Linked DNA regions of Sus scrofa: all the other regions are linked to region 4. A link is a contact called in public Hi-C, HiChIP or PLAC-seq and promoter capture Hi-C data. All regions are on one chromosome and are shown on one strand. Each heading gives the region's core, a stretch centred on a gene start, on an enhancer-like site or on the middle of the called end of the contact. The rest is flanking DNA. Distances are from core to core; before and after follow the strand shown. Region 1 holds the start of NUSAP1 (nucleolar and spindle-associated protein 1). Region 2 holds the start of NDUFAF1 (complex I intermediate-associated protein 30, mitochondrial). Region 3 holds the start of VPS18 (vacuolar protein sorting-associated protein 18 homolog). Region 4 holds the start of INO80 (DNA helicase INO80). Region 5 holds the start of OIP5 (protein Mis18-beta). Region 6 holds the start of DLL4 (delta like canonical Notch ligand 4).

What was found. Promoter capture Hi-C pulls out the DNA fragments that hold promoters and counts their contacts. Hi-C and Micro-C count contacts between places; a contact is called where the count stands out from the background. HiChIP or PLAC-seq counts read pairs in DNA pulled down with a chosen protein or histone mark.
Region 1: a contact with region 4 is called in an H3K27ac HiChIP or PLAC-seq map of alveolar macrophages. The contact joins the promoter of NUSAP1 here to the promoter of INO80 in region 4. A contact is called at or near these places in 3 of 47 Hi-C or Micro-C datasets (liver, psoas muscle and skeletal muscle) and 2 of 2 datasets of contacts at active chromatin or transcription factors (alveolar macrophages and skeletal muscle).
Region 2: a promoter capture Hi-C map of liver shows a contact between it and region 4, with 2.6 times the contacts expected there. The contact joins the promoter of NDUFAF1 here to the promoter of INO80 in region 4. A contact is called at or near these places in 1 of 5 promoter capture datasets (liver), 1 of 47 Hi-C or Micro-C datasets (liver) and 1 of 2 datasets of contacts at active chromatin or transcription factors (alveolar macrophages).
Region 3: a contact with region 4 is called in an H3K27ac HiChIP or PLAC-seq map of alveolar macrophages. The contact joins the promoter of VPS18 here to the promoter of INO80 in region 4. A contact is called at or near these places in 2 of 5 promoter capture datasets (fetal liver and liver), 6 of 47 Hi-C or Micro-C datasets (embryonic fibroblasts, epiblast stem cells, heart right ventricle and 2 more) and 2 of 2 datasets of contacts at active chromatin or transcription factors (alveolar macrophages and skeletal muscle).
Region 5: a Hi-C map of embryonic fibroblasts shows a contact between it and region 4, with 1.9 times the contacts expected there. The contact joins the promoter of OIP5 here to the promoter of INO80 in region 4. A contact is called at or near these places in 1 of 47 Hi-C or Micro-C datasets (embryonic fibroblasts) and 1 of 2 datasets of contacts at active chromatin or transcription factors (alveolar macrophages).
Region 6: a promoter capture Hi-C map of liver shows a contact between it and region 4, with 2.1 times the contacts expected there. The contact joins the promoter of DLL4 here to the promoter of INO80 in region 4. A contact is called at or near these places in 1 of 5 promoter capture datasets (liver), 1 of 47 Hi-C or Micro-C datasets (skeletal muscle) and 1 of 2 datasets of contacts at active chromatin or transcription factors (alveolar macrophages).

Annotation. Positions count from the first base shown.
Region 1 is chr1:130,064,157-130,066,914 of Sscrofa11.1, reverse strand. It overlaps NUSAP1 (nucleolar and spindle-associated protein 1), which reads left to right and starts at 1,274. Exons shown (of 12, transcript XM_021097458.1): 1 at 1,274-1,422.
Region 2 is chr1:129,967,013-129,969,734 of Sscrofa11.1, reverse strand. It overlaps NDUFAF1 (complex I intermediate-associated protein 30, mitochondrial), which reads right to left and starts at 1,255. Exons shown (of 5, transcript XM_021097468.1): 1 at 1,114-1,255.
Region 3 is chr1:130,419,143-130,421,962 of Sscrofa11.1, reverse strand. VPS18 (vacuolar protein sorting-associated protein 18 homolog) reads left to right here and starts at 1,496. Exons shown (of 6, transcript XM_001929361.4): 1 at 1,496-1,573; 2 at 1,701-2,820. It overlaps LOC106509024 (a long non-coding RNA gene), which reads right to left and starts at 2,775. Exons shown (of 2, transcript XR_001306223.2): 1 at 2,655-2,775.
Region 4 is chr1:130,200,206-130,203,133 of Sscrofa11.1, reverse strand. INO80 (DNA helicase INO80) reads right to left here and starts at 1,429. Exons shown (of 36, transcript XM_003121588.5): 1 at 1,109-1,429.
Region 5 is chr1:130,034,977-130,038,120 of Sscrofa11.1, reverse strand. It overlaps OIP5 (protein Mis18-beta), which reads right to left and starts at 1,643. Exons shown (of 5, transcript XM_003121583.5): 1 at 1,299-1,643; 2 at 980-1,046. The coding sequence starts at 1,620. NUSAP1 (nucleolar and spindle-associated protein 1) reads left to right here. Exons shown (of 12, transcript XM_021097458.1): 2 at 507-2,090. The coding sequence starts at 1,998.
Region 6 is chr1:130,384,712-130,387,745 of Sscrofa11.1, reverse strand. DLL4 (delta like canonical Notch ligand 4) reads left to right here and starts at 1,335. Exons shown (of 11, transcript NM_001244418.1): 1 at 1,335-1,710; 2 at 1,822-2,091; 3 at 2,569-2,626. The coding sequence starts at 1,645.

The DNA of each region.
Region 1 (2,758 bases), core at 25-2,524, 140 kb after region 4:
GTTTGAAGACCATCGCCTTTTAGAAGGACATTGCCGAAATGACATATTCCCAAGAAACAAAAAGGTGAAAGCTTTAAGGTAACTTACTATAGGGTGAGTATAGGAACCGGGGCTTTGGTCTAGAGAAAAAAAAAGTAAAGTAGCTATATTAAAATATTTAGTATCTGTGGTATTCAGATAGCTAAAGACCTGTAATTGAATGGCTCTATATTATTTTTTCTAGAGGACATAATTAGGTGGTTTAACTTGGAATTTGAGAGCATAGACTTTGGAAACAGTTTGAGTGGATTCAGATCCTGGAACTGAATCTGTGGGAACTGCTGCCATAAGGAATCTCTGCTTCTAAGAAGCTGCTCAGGTGACACTCTTGAAGGTGTTTGAGGACCTATACCGCCCACCGCTGGTCGCTCACCAGAAGAGGCGCTCCCAATGACACTCCTGCCTCTCCTGGGAGAATCACGAAGGGAGAATCTCAAAAGCCCTGCAGCTGGGTTTAAGAAGAAACAAAAGTGTCAGTTATTAACAGTTTGACATTCTACAGAATGGCGCTCAAAGAAAAGTGGCGAATCTGCTCTCCTGTATTAACCAGAGCTGTAAACAGCAGTTTGACATTTGGGCTCTTTGAGTCAAAATGGGTCAAAGTCAAGAGACAAACTGGAGCTATTAAACTGTTTACCTAGTGTATTAAAAACTCTTGGATCTGAGAAGGAAATTATTAGTAGCATAGTTTAAGGGTGGCTTAAAATAGTCATGCGGGAGTTCCTGTCCTGGCTCAGTGGTTAAGGACTAGTATCCATGAGGACATGGGTTCGATCCCTGACCCCATTCAGTGAGTTAAGGATCTGGCATTGCCATGAACTGTGGTGTAGCTGCAGACGCGGCTCGGATCCCCGTAGCTGTTGCTGTGGTGTAGGCCAGCAACTGCAGCTTCAATTCGACCCCTAGCTGGGAACCTCCACATGCCTCCACATAAGGGTGTGGCCCAAGAAAGACAAATGACAAATAAACTTAAGAAAAAAAAGTCATGGGGCCTACCCAGACTGCCTTACCACGACGTGACACTGCTTCTACGCGGAAATAATTTTACATTCCTAACAAATGAATTACGAAAGGTATTCCCCCGCCATTACTACTCTCAGACCAAACGTTACTAGAGGGACGAAAACAGTGGGTCAAGAGCTATTGATTGACGTACATTCCAACCAATCTACAACGGAAGAAGAGTGCGCCTGCGTGAGGCGTAACTCAACCCGTACTTAGCGTCAGCGGAAGAGGCGGGGCAAGTGGAGACGGCCACCGCAGGGTTGGCGGACTTGAGAAGGAGCAAAGATGGCGGAGTGAGGCACGTCGCAGCTCGCTGGCCTTTGGGCCGGGGGGCGGGCGGCCCCCGGGCGCTCGAGTGCTTCTTCTGGCCAGTGCGAGGTAAGCCTAGAAGGCTAGCGACGGAGGAATGAGCAGAAAGTGGCGCGGCCTATCCCTTTCGAGAGACGGAGCGCATGGAGTTTAGTCGCGCGGGCGCAGGCCTCGGCCGGGCGAGGTTTACCTCCGAGCTGCCCCAGGGCAGCCGCCCCTGCTTTTGGCGGTGTGTTACACACGCTTGAGTCCCCGACCCGCCACTGACCTCTGTACCTTGCCTTGGCTGAGTTGGTACTTTCCGCTTGTTACCCAGCGATTGCACCTACGCGAGTGTGTATCTGGCATTCTCTGCGTCTGCCATCCGCTTATCTTTTGAAGAGTAGCTTTGTTTTATTGATTTATTTATGCTTCTCGCCTGTTTGGCTTAAGGTTCGGGTATCAATTGAGGCTTCTTGCGGCTCTGAGTATTTTGTGTTCCTGGCCTGTTGACCTTGAGATTTGGGTAATAGGTCACCCACCTCCATCCCGGGATTTTAGTTTGACTCTGTGTATCACGCACTTTCTCGTGCTTATCTTTATTATATCCATGCGTTCCCACTTCCACCTCTCAAACTTTGTTAAGATCGGTGTAAGCAGCTTTGTCCTTGTATGACCTGATAGTTACCTAATGGCGCTTTAATCTCGGATGATTCTAGGTTGAATTCACCGTTGTTTTTCACACAAAGGAGTCATTGTACAATTTTTATTTAGAATGAAAGAGTTTAGGGAATTATGAGAAAGCAATTTGCGGAATGTGGTGGGGTTACAAAGTATAATACTGTCAGGCGTTTGTATTCGGTTCTTGTTTAATTTTATGGAATATCTCTTTGTTTTGTTTGTTTTTGTTTTTTGCCTTTTTTACCTTTTCTGGGGCCGCTCCCGCGGCATGTGGAGGTTCCCAGGCTAGGGGTCCAATCGGAGCTGTAAGCCACTGGCCTACGCAAGAGCCACAGCAACGCGGGATCCGAGCCGCGTCTGCGACCTACACCACAGCTCACGGTAACGCCAGATCCTTAACTCACTGAGCGAGGCCAGGGATGGAACCCGAAACCTCATGGTTCCTAGTCGGATTCCTTAACCACTGACCTTAACCACTGAGCCACGACGGGAACTCCCTGGAATATCTCATTTTGTAATTTGGGTTGTTGTAACCTCTCACTCATCCCCCCGTTTAAATTCTGGGGAAAATCCTTGTTTCTGAAGTTGGTGAAGCTTGTTTAAAATTGGCACGTTATTTGGGCCCGGTTAGAATATGTGCTAATACAAATGAATGTATCCGGTATGCCTTTTCCTGGCCCTGTACCTAGCAGAGCTGAAAATACGAGGTTAAAGAAACACTTCTCAATAAGAATTTTCTGTTGCT
Region 2 (2,722 bases), core at 6-2,505, 230 kb after region 4:
TTCCCTTACTGACTTGTTCAAATGATTTTCTCTCTCCACACACAAAAATTTGGGAAATAAGTGATAAAATGGAATTTGTACAATCAAAAAATGATTCTCAGAGTTCCTCCATGTCACAGCAGCTTAAGGATCTGGCCGTTGTCACTGCAGTCTGCTGTGGCTTGGTTCCATTCCTAGCCCAGGAACTGCTACATGCTTCAGGTGCAGAAAAAAACACCAAAAAAAAAAAGATTCTCATGAACACCATGCTTAGGCTACACTACTGAGTGACAAATAATGAGGAATTAAAAATGCATGTATACTGGAGTTCCCTTCGGTGGCTCAGAAGTTAACAAACCCTACTAGGATACATGAGGATTCAGGTTCCATCCCTGGCCTCACTCAGTGGGTTAAGGATCCAGCATTGCTGTGAGCTGTGGTGTAGGTCACAGACTCGGCTAGTATCTAGTGTTGCTATGGCTGTTGCATAGGCCAGCAGCTGTAGCTCGGGTTCCACCCCTAGCCTGGGAACTTCCATTCGCTGCGGGTGCAGCCCTAAAAAAGAAAAAGGGGAAGAAAAAAAAAAAAGCATATACGGTAACGATATAAGTATAAAAATGTAAATGTACAAACAAAAAAGATTTGGGGGTTAAAAAAAGGCTTACAGCCATGTGCAGGGTGATGGAATTATGAGTACCATTATTCACCCTATTTTCCAACCCCTCAGTAGTGTTATTACTTCTCTAATAATATAACGTTAGTTATGAATATTTTGTTTCATATTTTTACCAATAAACATAGTCAAAATCACTAACTGGATGATCCTGGGCTGAAGCTGGTGAGTTTTCATGGCAGCATAAACCATGAAGCTAAAAGCAAGCAATCTTACTGAAGACTGTATGTCCAGCGCTTACCACGTGTCAGAAACTATTCTAGGTGTACTTTAACTCCTCACAACAACCAAAAGAGGGGCTACTATTCCAATTGCAAAGATGAAAATGGAGGCTCTAAGACTAAATCACCCGAGGTATACAACTACTAAGCGGCAAACCTATCCCCAAGAGCCCCGGCGTTTAGCTCCTGATCCAAGACCGGGAGCGGTCTGGACATTGTCACGGCCCCTTCATTTCTCACCTGCTAGGGCTGTGTCGCCCTCGCAAGTCCCGACGCTGCAGCCCTCCCTCGCGACACCCCAGAGTGAACCTCCGCTGTGCTCCTGGCTTTTCCCCGCCGGCTACTCCACTTTTCCTGTGTAGGTCCATCTGCTTTTCCAGTCCGCAGGGAAACTGGGCCTTATGACACTAGAGTTCCGGTCAGGTACGCAGGTCGGGGGAAGAGTAATAAAGATCCCGAAGCTTAGCGAAATGAGGGTTATGGTCGACTAGCTTCCCAAAGGACCCGCTCCTCCTGCCCTTCCTGATCTTTTCTGCCCTATGTCAGAAAGTGGGGAGAATTTAGAGAAAATTTTCGCCTCCCCTTCCTGCTTTCCGCCTTCATGCTGCAAACTTCATCCTGTATCTTTCAAGTAGGACCCAGATATTGCTAATAACCTTGGCCCCCAAGAGCAGCAGCCCAAGAGCAGTCCACGGCCACAGAGCAGCCCAAGAGCAGTCCACGGCCACAGAGAGCTACTTCTCCTGGAATTAACCCCCAAAGAATCTTGGGAGACCCACCTGAAACTTGAACACCAACTCTCCTACCTGCCCTTCCCCAATCCTGCCCCGTGGGGTCGCCCACTCCCCAGGGTTTCGATTGTATCTTGCGCACCCCTCTGTTTAAGCACTTTCAACACTTGTATCTTAATTATTCATTCACTTCTCACTTCCTCCGCCATGCTGTGAGCTTCTTGGGTCCAGAAAGTACTCTTCTTCCTGTCCCCAGCACCTAACATAACGCTGGCAGGAATTAAGCCCTCAGCATGAATTCGAATGAATTGTAACCATTGGCTGTTAACACCGTTCTCCAGAGTACCTTCCAAGTCCTCACCAAATACAATTGCCTTTTCCAAGTTTCCTCTGTCACTCTTTTCCACTCTACACCTTTTCTGTCTTCAAATTTTTCTTTGACTTCTCCGGATTCTACTACACTTGCCTGGCTCTGCAACCTCCTTGAACTTTTTTTTTTTTTTTTTTTTTTTTTGGTCTTTTTGTCACCCACGGCATATGGAGGTTCCCAGGCTAGGGGTCAAATTGGAGCTGTTCCTGCCAGCCTATGCCAGAGGCACAGCAATGCCAGATCCGAGCCACGGCAAAGTGGGATCCTTAACCCACTGAGCGAGGCCAGGAATCGAACCCACAACCTCATGGTTCCTAATCGGATTCATTTCATCCTTAAACCACTGAGTAAGACCAGGGATCAAAACCACTATGGGAACTTGTCCTTGAGCTTTTTCTAGCTGCTTACTTTACTCTGTACTCCCACAACCTTAAATGTGGGTTTGTCTCCTAAGCCCAGCCTGTGCCTTCCTCTTTTCTAGTCACAGACATGAGTTACACGCAAACAATCCAAAATATGTTCCTCTAAACACCAACATACATTTTCTTTTCTTTTCTTTTCTTTTTTTTTGGCCTGGCTGCCCCGCCGCACACCCCATGCAGAAATTCCAGGGCCAGGATTGAACCCAAGCAACTATTAGCAGTGATAATAGTGAATCCTTCTAGGACACCAAGGAACGCCTCCCATTTTTTTTCTTTTTTTGGGGGGAGGGGGCATGCAAAATAGATTAAAAAAAATAGCTTTATTG
Region 3 (2,820 bases), core at 247-2,746, 220 kb before region 4:
GCAGTCAGTCCTTGCCTGTCTCATGGCAATTACCACAGGAATTCTGAGGGGTAGGAGCTGGTGAAGCTCAATCTCCAGCTGCGAGTTCCCTAAGGCACCTCTGTATTCAGGTGCTCAGGAGTGTTTGAGTTATCCTCACAGTCAGCTTCTGTCATATCAAAGCAAAATGCCCACACTTCATATGTAAGTGCCAGTAAGTGATCAATACAAGATAAGCCACAGCATTTCTGAGAGAGAAGTTGTGGTCCAGGGAGTCTTCATGGAAGAGGTGGACTTGAGAGTGACTGTCAGATTAAAACCATATTTAGAGTTTACTGAGCACATGTTATTACAATGAGCTTTCACCTAGATCACCTCATTTACTCTTCAACACAGACCTAAGAGATAAGTATCATTATATCTATTTCTTTAGATGAGGAGACCAAAGCTAACAGCATCAAATATACACAGTGTCGGAGTTCCTGTTGTGGCGCAGTGGTTAACGAATCCGACTAGGAACCATGAGGTTGCGGGTTCGGTCCCTGCCCTTGCTCAGTGGGTTAATGATCTGGCGTTGCCGTGAGCTGTGGTGTAGGTTGCAGACGCAGCTCGGATCCCGAGTTGCTGTGGCTCTGGCGTAGGCCGGTGGCTACAGCTCCGATTCGACCCCTAGCCTGGGAACCTCCATATGCTGCGGGAGCGGCCCAAGAAATAGCAACAACAACAACAACAACAAAGACAAAAAGACCAAAAAAAAAAATATATATATATATATACACAGTGTCACAGCTAGTGAGTGGCTGGGCAGGAGTAAAGGCTGGTCTCTGGGAGTTCCTATCATGGCTCAGCAGAAATAAATCTGACTAGTATCCATGAGGACACAGGTTCAGCCCTGGCTTCAGTAGGTTAAGGGTCAGGCATAGCTGTGAACTGTGGTGTAGATCGCAGATGCGGCTCAGATCTGGTGTTGCTTTGGTTGTGGTTGAGGCATAGGCTGGCAGCTACAGCTCCGACTTGACCCCTAGCCTGAGAACCTCTATATGCCGTGAATGTGGCCCTAAAAAGATTAAAAAAAAAAAAAAAAAGGCTGGCCTCTGACTCTTACTTCAAAGACTGGCCTAACATTGAAGAAGGAGGATATGGGGGAAAACTGCTGTAATCAACCAACAGGGAGTATGAACTGAATCTGCAGCAGGCAAGCCCACTTAGGCCCCATCCCATATATCCCAGAGAGCAGTGGAACCAGGAGGGAGGCTCTGGGGACAGTGAGGAGGTGACTGGAAAGATTCTGAGTTCCTGAGACACCCCTTCTGTGCTAAACAGCTCCACGCAGGGAGGATACTTGCTCTGCAGCGTCCAGACCTGACCTAAGGATGCAGCTGTAGCCCTCTTCTCTTGCTTGCACTGGGGGCGTGAACAGTGTGTTTCACTATCCACTCTTCAGCGTTTGTTTGGATTTGAATATTGCCTCCTGGCTTCCTCCACTTCCTGGCCACGTGACCTTGGACAAATTGCTCCACCAGGTCGAATTTCAGTTTCTGCTTTTGTAATGTGGGGAAAGGAGCAGTGCCTACTTCTTAGCATTAGTGCGAGGGTAAGCTGAAATAACATTAAATATTAGAAACTTAGCATGGTGCTTGGCACATCGTCAGCACACTGTAAATGTACCTTTTCTGGTTATTTGACCTTTGTCTGGACCTATTTGTGTTTCCCTAATGCAGGTGATCTGAGATGGAGTTTTAAGTAAGGGCAGGGCAGTTCCCTGGCTGGGATTACTTTTCCCAGGCCAGAGACCTGCCTACCTCCCAGCTCGGCACCTTCCCTCCAGGGACCTAACCTGAGCGCAGCGCCCCTGGCGGCATAGACGGCGGGAGAAGCAAGACCCGGCCAGAGGGAAGTTATGTTTTACCGCAAATCAGACGGGCGGTGGGAGGGGCAGTCCAGGCCCAGAGAGCCTTCGGCAAGGGCTGGTGAGGGTTCACTCTCTAGGCCTGTCAGGGAAATTCAGCAAGTGTGGACTCTCCACACAATGCATGGTGCGCACCTGGGCTCTTTTGAGGGTAAAGGGGGCGCTCTTAGTCATAACTGGGGACTACCGATTAAAACCAGGAAAGGGTGACGCTGGTCAAGAGCCTTCCACTTTAGCAAGGTAGCAAAGTCAATGAGCCCCAGGAGAGAAAAGACTGCAGTATGGGTCGCCTAGGCAAATGGAAGAGAGAAACCCAGTGGCAGTAGCATCCGAACCTTCGCTGTTCTGCTGCTCTGGACTCCTCACCTACCTCCAAAGTCACTTGTCCCTCATTCCTGCCTGCTTTTCAGGTATTTGTTCCCTGCTCCTTCGTGCTGCCATAGCACTGTGACCACGTACCTGGCTACACGTCAGGAGCGAAGGGCATTTTTTATCTGTTCTGTTCTCTATGGTGCCGCCCCAGCCTGGAACAGTGTCTGACAGAGTGTGTGTCTGCTCACGTGAGAACGACTGAGCTTCGAACAAATCATCAATCGCTTTTCTGGTATTAATTATCTATTTACTGACCCATCGCCCCCGCTGGATTATGACCTTCAAGGACGGTGTTGTACTTACCTAAGTAACCCCAGCACCTAGCCCAAGGCCAGGCATAGAGTAAGGGCTCAACACCTTTTTGTTAAATGAGTGAATGGAAGCGGCCCACTACCTCTTAGCAGTGCTTCTTCGTCTTCTCTGTTGCTCCTCTTGTCTCCTCTGACACCAAGGAGCCACTACGGAGCAGGTTAGGTAGCACATGGCTTCCTGCGAGCCGGACCACCAGCTCTGCCACTTTCTGGAAGCCGGTGGGTCCCTGGATGTGGGAGAAGCCAGGA
Region 4 (2,928 bases), core at 180-2,679:
GAGTAGAGAGTAACTGCTAAGGGGGCTTCTTTTGGGGGTGATGAATTATAGTGGTGACTGCTGTACAAGTCTATTAGTATACCAAAAATCATGGAACTGTACACTTCAAAAGGCTGAGCTTTTCAGTATGTGAATTATATCTCAATAAAGCTGTTACTTTAAAAATATATAATAAAAAGCTGGCACTAGTAAACCACGATGAAAATTTCTTTGGGAAAGGAAGTCATGAAAGTCACTGATTGGAAAAGTAAGCTGGTTACTTGTGACGTTAGGAAGGTCAAATTCCTATTTTCTTCTTCCATTCCTTCCAGCAACTATATGAACGTAAAACTACAGACAGTGTTTGGATCAAAGAACTCAGGCACAGCTGGCTGTTAACTAAAATAGTGAGTGTTTTCTTAGGATCTTTCACTCCTCAACTGTAGGGGGCTTCCATCCTCGGTGATTACGGAAGTAGTAGTTTTTATCAGCAACCTCAAGAAGGAATGTCAAATTGGATGACACTTGCCTAGACGCCCTAAAAAAAGCCTAAAAGACTGAAAGGGGTGACACCTACACACTCCTCAGTCTGCGCACGTGTTGGGCTGCCCCCACCCAACACCAACGAGCAGCGTGCACCATACACCCAGATCTCAACTTGTTCCCCATAAACTGACACACTGTCAAGCCCTTAGAGCTCATCTGCTTAAAAGGACAGATATAGCCCTCACCAGGTTCCCACTTGAGCCAAACCAGCCCCCGCCCTGCCCCACCCCACCCCCAAACCCACACACGTGTTAGCCCGACACCGCCCCACCGGGTCCCACGTGCACCTGGTCTAACACACTCCCCACGTGTGGGCGCCCCACGGGCTTCCTAGGCTGGCTGAGGTCACCGCGTGACCCCAGGTCTCCAGAGGCAGGAGGAGGAAAGGACGAGGCCCAGGTCCCCTGAGGTCCTAATCTTGTGGGGAGTGTCCATACCCATCCTCCTTACTAACCCCAACAAATCCAAGGGCCGGGGGCGACGGCCCCTTTAAGACGCGGCCCAGTCGTCGCCCGCAGAGAGGGGCGCAACGGGGCCTACACAACCCCCCCTCCGTTCGCCCGCCCACGTCTAGTCGCCTCACCTCGGGCCGCCGGGCCCCGCCGCCGCGGCGGCGGCGGAGGGGGGGCGGAGTGCGGGCGGGGTCCGGAGGGGGGGGTCGCCCCGCCGACGGTGGAGCCGCGGTTTGCTCTCTGAGGCCGTGGGACGGTGACTGCGTTGGGCGTGGACGCTCCTAGCTCGCTCCCTCGGCGGCTCCTGGGACCCCAAGATGGCGGCGGCGCTGAGGCGGCTGCGGGCGCTGGGCCGGCGGCGGCGGCGGCCACTTTCACTCACTGAGAGGAGCGGAGCAGGGACACGGGGAGCCATGGCGGGGGGGAGGAGAGGCGCCATAGCCAGGCCAGAACAATCGAACTGCTACTCAGCGGGCTTACCCCTGCCCCGCCCACGCTCCCTGCTCGTTGCCAGCCCGTGGCCGTCCGCAGTGCCGCTGCTGTCGACCTCGTGCAGCTCGCACCCCGCAGCTGCCGCCTGACGCCCCGCGCAGACCGGGGTTCGGGGGGGAGACCCTGATCCATGCCATCTGAGTGCAGATTGGTCGGGGCTGGGACTGGCGAAGATTGCCGAAAGGCGGCGAGGAGGAGGAGGAGGATGTCATCGCTAGAGTGAGCAAGCAGATCTCGCGGGAGCAAATGTCGCGAGACCTCTTCAGGCCTGCAACCGCCGAAGAAAGGTTACTTTTCCCGGAAGTAACGTCAATCGAAACATCCCGGGATCTTGGGAACGTTCAATCCGCAGACTGGATCTGGGAGGGTTCTTGTGATTAGTTTGTTAGGGGCTACTAAGCACTGCTGAGATCACTTGAGTGAAAGGATAGGCTTGGGCGTGGTATTTTATCCTGTTTTTGGCACCTTTGGGCGGAGTTGTACATTTTTCGGGAAAATGCCTGCTGTGTAGAACTACTCTTAGTTTGGACAGGATGCATAAATGAAGGCTTTAAGATTCAAGCACTTAGAAACACAGACCTGTCATCAGAAGTCTCTCCCTCTTCTCACACTCACTCAGTGAACCTCTGAAATTGATTTGTCTGTGCCAACTCCGTAGTTTGAGACTCCTGCAACCCACATTTACTTAAGTTAATATAGCTCAATGAGCAGCATGTATGTTGAGAAGTATCTAGTGTACAGCTTGAGTGCAAATAAGGATTAGAGGAATTTAGTGAAAGTTAAGGATTCTATTTCATTTCCCTCGGGTCTCATGTTTTAATTCATTTCAGTCTGGCCCTTAGCATTTAAGCAGAACAGAGTTTGGTTAAGGTCACTGAGAAGCCTTCTTGGGCCGAATTCACTGGACTTTAAAGAATTAATTTTGCTGGATTTCCCGTCCTGGCTCAGTAGTTAACGAATCCGACTGGGAACCATGAGGTTGCAGGTTCTATCACTGGCCTTGCTCAGTGGGTTAAAGATCCGGCATTGCTGTGAGCTGTGGTGTTGCATTGCTGTGAGCTGTGGTGTAGGTCGCAGACGCGGCTGGGATCCCGAGTTGCTGTGGCTCTTGCGCAGGCCAGTGGCTACAGCTCTAATTATATCCCTAGCCTGGGAACCTCCATATGCCGCAGGAGCGGCCCTAGAAAAGACCAAAAAAAAAGAATTAATTTTGCTTAAAGGGGAGTTCCCGTCATGGCGCAGCGGAAACTAATTCAACTAGCAACCCTGAGGTTGTGGGTTTGATCCCTGGCCTCCCTCAGTGCGTTAAGGATCTAGCGTCACCATGAGCTATGGTGTAGGTTGCAGAGGCGGCTCAGATCTGTGGCTGTGGCGCAGGCTGGCAGCTGTATCTCCGATTTGATTCCTTGCCTGGGAACCTCCATATGCCACAGATTCGGCCCTAAAAAATAACATACAC
Region 5 (3,144 bases), core at 394-2,893, 170 kb after region 4:
TCGACCCCTAGCCTGGGAACCTCCATATGCCACGTGAGCAGCCCAAGAAATGGCAAAAAGACAAAAAAAAAAAAAAAAAAAATCTGTCAACAGGTGAAAGTTTTTTTTTTTGTTTTTTTTGTTTTGTCTTTTTAGGGCCACACCCACTGCATATGGAGGTTCCCAGGCTAGGGGTTGAATTGGAGCTGTAGCTGTCGGCCTATACCACAGCCACAGAAATGCGGGATCCGAGCCGTGTCTGCCACCTACACCACAGCTCATGGCAACACTGGATCCTTAACCCACTGAGCAAGGCCAAGGATCAAACCTGTGCCCTCATGGATCCTAGTTGGGTTGGTTAACCGCTTAACGATGGGAACTCCAAAATTATTTTTAATATATTTTATGCTACCTGTTATTCAAAAATATCATTTCAACATATAATCAATATTTTAAAATTCTTCAAAACTTTAATCACAGCATATTTCAATTCAGAATGGCCACATTTTTTTGTTTTGTTTTTTTAGGGCCATACCGGAGGCATATGAAGGGGAAGGTTCCCAGCAACATCATATCCGAGCCAAGTCTGAAACCTAGACCACAGCTCAAATCAACACTGGATTCTTAACGTACTGAGCGAGGTCAGGGATTGAACCCACAACCTCATGGTTCCTAGTCGGATTCGTTAACCACTGCGCCAGGATGGGAACTCCAGACATAACTTTCTTAAACTCACTTCCACAAGGCGCGAGGTAGATGTGGCCCTCAGACTTTAAAACCTACACACAAATACAGCTTTTCCATTTCATTGCTATATCAACCTCGTACAAGACTCAATCAGGTAAAAGGAGAATCCTTCAGATATGGATGGAAGAAACTTTTCTTCTAGCACAAGGTAGGAATAAACTGTTTTCTCCTCGTGCAAGTCGGTTCCATTCCCCCCTCGGTCTCATTAAATCTGGGAATGACTTAATGACCATCTGGAATTCTCAGTACGTACCTGCCTTTGAGCGAACCTTCAATGCCAACTAGGAAAGGAGCTTCCAAAACTACGTTATTTGTGACTCCTAGGAAAACAAACACGGGTCAGAATGACTACCTGTGAGGCAATGAAAGGGGAAACCTCTTCCTTCCAGAAAGACTCATCACAGCCACAAAAAAAAACTACGAAAAGTCGCCCCCACCCACCCCTGGCAAAGGAGTTCATTTCTTTCAAATTTTCAACTCGTTTTCTTCCCCGTGAGTTCTAAGCCCCCAATAAAAAGCCGCAACTCCCTCTCGACCCGCCTACGCCTTCCCCAGACACTGCTCCCACTCACTGGAGAAGGCCACGGCTCCAAGGGACCGCGACAAGTCCCATGCGAGGTGCACCGAGTCGGCGAGCACAGCGTAGCAATGCGCACACTGGAACACGGCGCACCTCTCGGGCTGCAGCCACCATGGCAGCCGCGGGGCCGCTGGGGGCTCCTCCGGCCCGAGCCCAGCGGGGCCAAGCGGCGAAGACCCCTTCACCACCTGCGTGTCCCACTCCATGGAAGTCGTAAGAGAAGTTTCGTCAGTCGCCTTCTTAGGGCCATCACAAAAGTCACGCCGCGACTGCCTTGGATAGCACGAGCGATGCCTCCGCGGCCGCGCCGCCATCTTCCCGCAGCCCCCGCCTCCGTTTCAAAGACGCGCCAGGCCCCGCCCCAAGCTCAGTTCCTGAGTCCTCATTGGACAACGTGTATCGGGGTTTCTGCCGCGCACTCGTTGCCTGGACACACTGTTTGGCGCCCAGGTGTTGGCGAGGGGTGGAGGAGAATGTGCGTCACTGGGAGGGGAAATAAGCCTTTCTATTGGTCAATACCGGGAGACCCTGCCTATGAGGCAGTTTTAACCAATGGAAGTGCATCATTCGTAATTTAAACTCTCTATAAAATTCGGTTTGGTTAACGCTTCGAGCCGCGCCAGAGTTTTCAACCGTGCTTTGGAGAGGGGGTTACTGATCTTCTTCGTGGTCGCCTGGATTGCAGTTCGCCATGATTGTGTCCTCCCTGGAGGAGCTGGACTCCTTCAAATACAGTGACCTGCAGAACTTGGCCAAGAATCTGGGCCTCCGGGCTAATCTCAGGGTATGGGGCCGGTGGCGGGTGGGGTAGTATGAGCGGCCTTTTCAAGACTCGATGGGGGCTGGGTGGGGGGAACCTGAAAGACTGAGGCGGCTGTCCTGGCCCTGGGGCGGTTGGTTTGGTTCACCCAAGGGTCCTAGTAACTTTGCAAAACCGAAAGGGAGCCGTAGTTTTCAGCTTATGTTGCGGCTGACTTTTTTGGAGGCTCACGAAGGCCCCGGCTCCAAAAGGGTTTGGCTTGGGTTTTTTTTTGAAGTACTCGATAGTAATTGTCAGGGCTTCAATTACAAAACGCAGGCTTAGAAAGCGAAAGGAATGCTGCTTCTAAATGCCGATTGTTAGGCAGTCGCAGAAATAATTGCCTAGGCTTCTGGAAAACTGCAAACAACGAACACTTTTTGTGTTATAACAGCGCCCCAAATCTATTTTCATGGGGAACCTGGAAGAAAGAACTTTTAGAGGACCCCTCTCATCACCTTGGAAAAGTTTTTATAACAGCTCTGATCTAGTAGGATAGTTCCTTCATTGGCCACTGCTGTGGTAGTGTTCTAGTCAAAGCCGGTAAAGTCTTTGACTCCGAGACTGCAAACCCCTTGGGGAAATGCAGGGTTTTAATTTGGGATTGAAGTTTTTTATATTCTAGAGGAGTTTTCCCACACAGTATTAATGTATACTCTGGAGATTTGTTCAGCAAGCTGTCGTATTTACACTGAATGAATGCCTAAATCAGTCCTCACAAGTGTTTCTAGGTGGTTTAAAGAAAATAATCTGTCTCTGCACCTGTTGGGGCTAAATGATAAAGGACTATCTTTGGAAATATTTCTGAGCTATTGTGTTTAATTGCTCCTCAATATTTTTATAAACAAACCTTAATTCTGTACCTTAAATCTCTAAATTATTTTTGTAATCTGGCTGGACTCTTTTACCCAAAGCACCATCCAAACTGTACTGATCCCTGAACACTTGGCACCTTTGTCCATCATCCTTTCTTTGCTAATTTTGGCCCTTTAATCTCAGATCCTTTTTTCTCTCCTTCATGTGCATGAATAATTCCCAA
Region 6 (3,034 bases), core at 86-2,585, 180 kb before region 4:
CGGGCTGACAGCTGAAGCCACAGAGCCCCCGCCACCCTCAGCGTCGCAGAGAGAACTCTCCGGCACCCCCGACACTAGTAGAAGCCGGCTCTCCCCAGTCTAAAGCCTCCGGGGATCACGCCGGTTCCGGGAAAGCAGCTGCGTTGCCGCCGCTCTGAGAAGTGGGGCCACCCGAGGGAGCTGCGAAGGCAAGACGGTGAAACTGCCTGAAACTTAAACGAGTCCCCGCGCTTCCAGTTCCACCCTACATTTCGCCGTATGAGGAGAGGACCCGGGTCTGCCCAGACTTAGCCTCTCACGTTGACTCGCTAGTGGCTTCAGCCAACTCAGGAGCCAGGGGAGTTCCTCCCTGCCTCAAAGGAGCGACAGGACGCGGGCGGTCGGGGGCTTGGGGCAGCTGGGGTGGAGGGAGAAGGTGGGCGCTGGAGCTGAAGCTGAAGCTAAACCTAGGTGAGGGGAGGCGCTTGGAGGCGGGGCCAGACCCTTATTACCATACAGCTGAGGACGCGCCCCCCTTATTCCCGGACCACGCCTCCTATCCCCTGCACCGGGACTGTGCGTCTGGGGACTGGCACGCACAGAGCCCAGGCGGGAGGCAGAAGGGGCAGGCAGAAGGAAGGAGGCACGCTCTGGACGCCCCCTACCCCCGCGCAACCGGAGTGGGAGAAGCCAACCAGGTGGAGGGCCGAGCCCCTGAGTCTTAGACGCTTGGCTCTTCGCCTTGCCCCGAGTGGCCACTGAAAGGATAATGCCTCCGCTAGCTTCCCTGCTGTACAGGGGAGGGGGCGTGGTGGGTGGACGCTCACAGGTTGCGGCCGGGCGACGCCAGGGCTCCCGAAGCTTGGGGAAGGTGGAGATTGGAATTCTTTAGCACTAGTTTCGCTTTCTGAGCTTAAGTTCTTTTTACCTGCTCTAGTGCTGCAGGTAACTAATGCCGGCTGCGGACACACCACCCACGGGGACTCCCCAATGTCTCCGCCCCCACAGCCATCCGGGAAACACTCGCTCACCTCCCGCCCCATTCCTCTCGGCCCTCCCCCTATCCTCGCACAGCCGGGGTCGCGGCTTGTAACCCCCAGTTGTGGAGAATTGGTTTCTTCGACAAGCGCTGAGCTGGGGGATCCAGGGGCTGAGAGCTGCACGGAGGGGCGGGGACCTGTGCCTGACTGGCTGACGGGGAGGGGGGAAGGCGGGGGCGGAGGCCCCCTCCGGGCGGCGCTGGGGCTGTAGCAGCTAGAGGCTCGAGGGGAGGGGAGAGTGACCACGAGTCTGAGTGACAGGCGGGTTAAGAGAGGAGCCAATATATATAAGGAAAGCTCCCGAACGCGCAGGTTTCAGTAGCGGCGCTGAGCGCAGACTGGGAACGCGAGGCCAAGAGCCGCAGTTCAAGCCGCCTCAGTGCAGTATACCCGGGCCCTCGTCTGCTTACAGCCCCAGGATTAGCCCGAGGACACGTCCTCAGAGCGGTCGCCGCCCGGTCGTCCTCACCTGGATTACCTACCGCGGCAGTTGGAGCGGAGTTAGCGAGAAAGCGAGGCGTGAGGAAAGCCCCGAGTGGAGCCTGGCTTTTCAGGGACCCCTCCGGCGGTTGGACGCGCGGGAAAGCTTCACGGTCGGCGGGTGGAGAGAGCGACGCCCCGGGGAATGGCAGCTGCGTCCCGTAGCCCCTCTGGCTGGGCGCTACTGCTGCTAGTGGCACTTTGGCAGCAGGTAACGTCCCGCGCCCCCTCCGCCCCTTCCCACCGCGCCGCGGGCTACAGCCCCTGGCGTCCGCCGACCTGACCGCTCTCCTTCCTCCTTCCCTCCGTCCCTGTGCAATAGCGCGCGGCCGGCTCCGGCGTCTTCCAGCTGCAGCTGCAGGAGTTTGCCAACGAGCGCGGCGTACTAGCCAGCGGGCGGCGGTGCGAACCCGGTTGCCGGACCTTCTTCCGCGTCTGCCTTAAGCACTTTCAGGCGGTCGTCTCGCCCGGGCCCTGCACCTTCGGCAGCGTCTCCACGCCTGTGCTGGGCACCAATTCCTTCGCCGTCGGGGACGACAGTAGCGGCGGCGGACGCAACCCTCTTCAACTGCCCTTCAATTTCACCTGGCCGGTGAGCACAGTCTGGGCTCACTGGGAGGCCGAGAGAAGGGATCTCCCTGAGATTAAAGCCCTCTCCCTAGATTTCCTCACTCCCTTCCAAAAAAGTGGGGCGCTCTCTTAGGATCCTTTCTTTCGATGCCTGGGACCTCACCCTCTAGTAGGCTCTCACTCGTCTCTCTCTTCCCTGTTCTGCGCCCTCTGTTCCCCTAGCTCTTGAAATACGATTTTCATCACCTACCACCCCAGCGGGTCCTCTACCTTCGAATGAGTCTCACGTACATTCCCCCATCCCTCAACCCTCCTCCTACCCGGGGTTCTTTCCCCTTCCCTGCTTGCGCGGGATGATGAGCCCGTTATGTTGACTCGGGTACAGTAACTGTATCCTGCAATTAGATTAATTAAACCGGCTGCAACAAGGCACTCCCACCACCCCCTGTTCAACTTGCTTTCTTTCTGTCTTCCCCCGCCCCCTCCTTTCCGTTCCCAGGGTACTTTCTCACTCATCATCGAAGCTTGGCACGCGCCAGGAGACGACCTGCGACCAGGTGAGTAGCTCGCTCCGCGGCCACAGGGGGGCGACACGGCGCAGCGCCGAAAGAGTTAATCTGAAATAGGCGGGGGAAGTGCGGGGTGGAGGGTGGGGGGCAGGACGCTTAGCTTGGCCGGGAGCTGCGCCCCGCGCTGGACGCTCAGATTCCGCCCGCTGCCTGGACTCTGAGCACAATTGCGTTTCCTGCGGGTTATTTTTGGCGTGGGAACGCGGGGAGCACGGCGGTGAGAAAGGCCGAAGCTGCCAGCGCCGCTGACGGGCCCCTTCCTGTATTTTACACCTTTCGCGAATTCCGCTCCTTTGGAAAGGGAATAATGGCTTTGGGATGTTGTTCTGACACAGAGGAAAAGGATATTTCAGCAGCACAACAATCCTCACTTTGAAAAGGAAAAAGAAAAGCAGT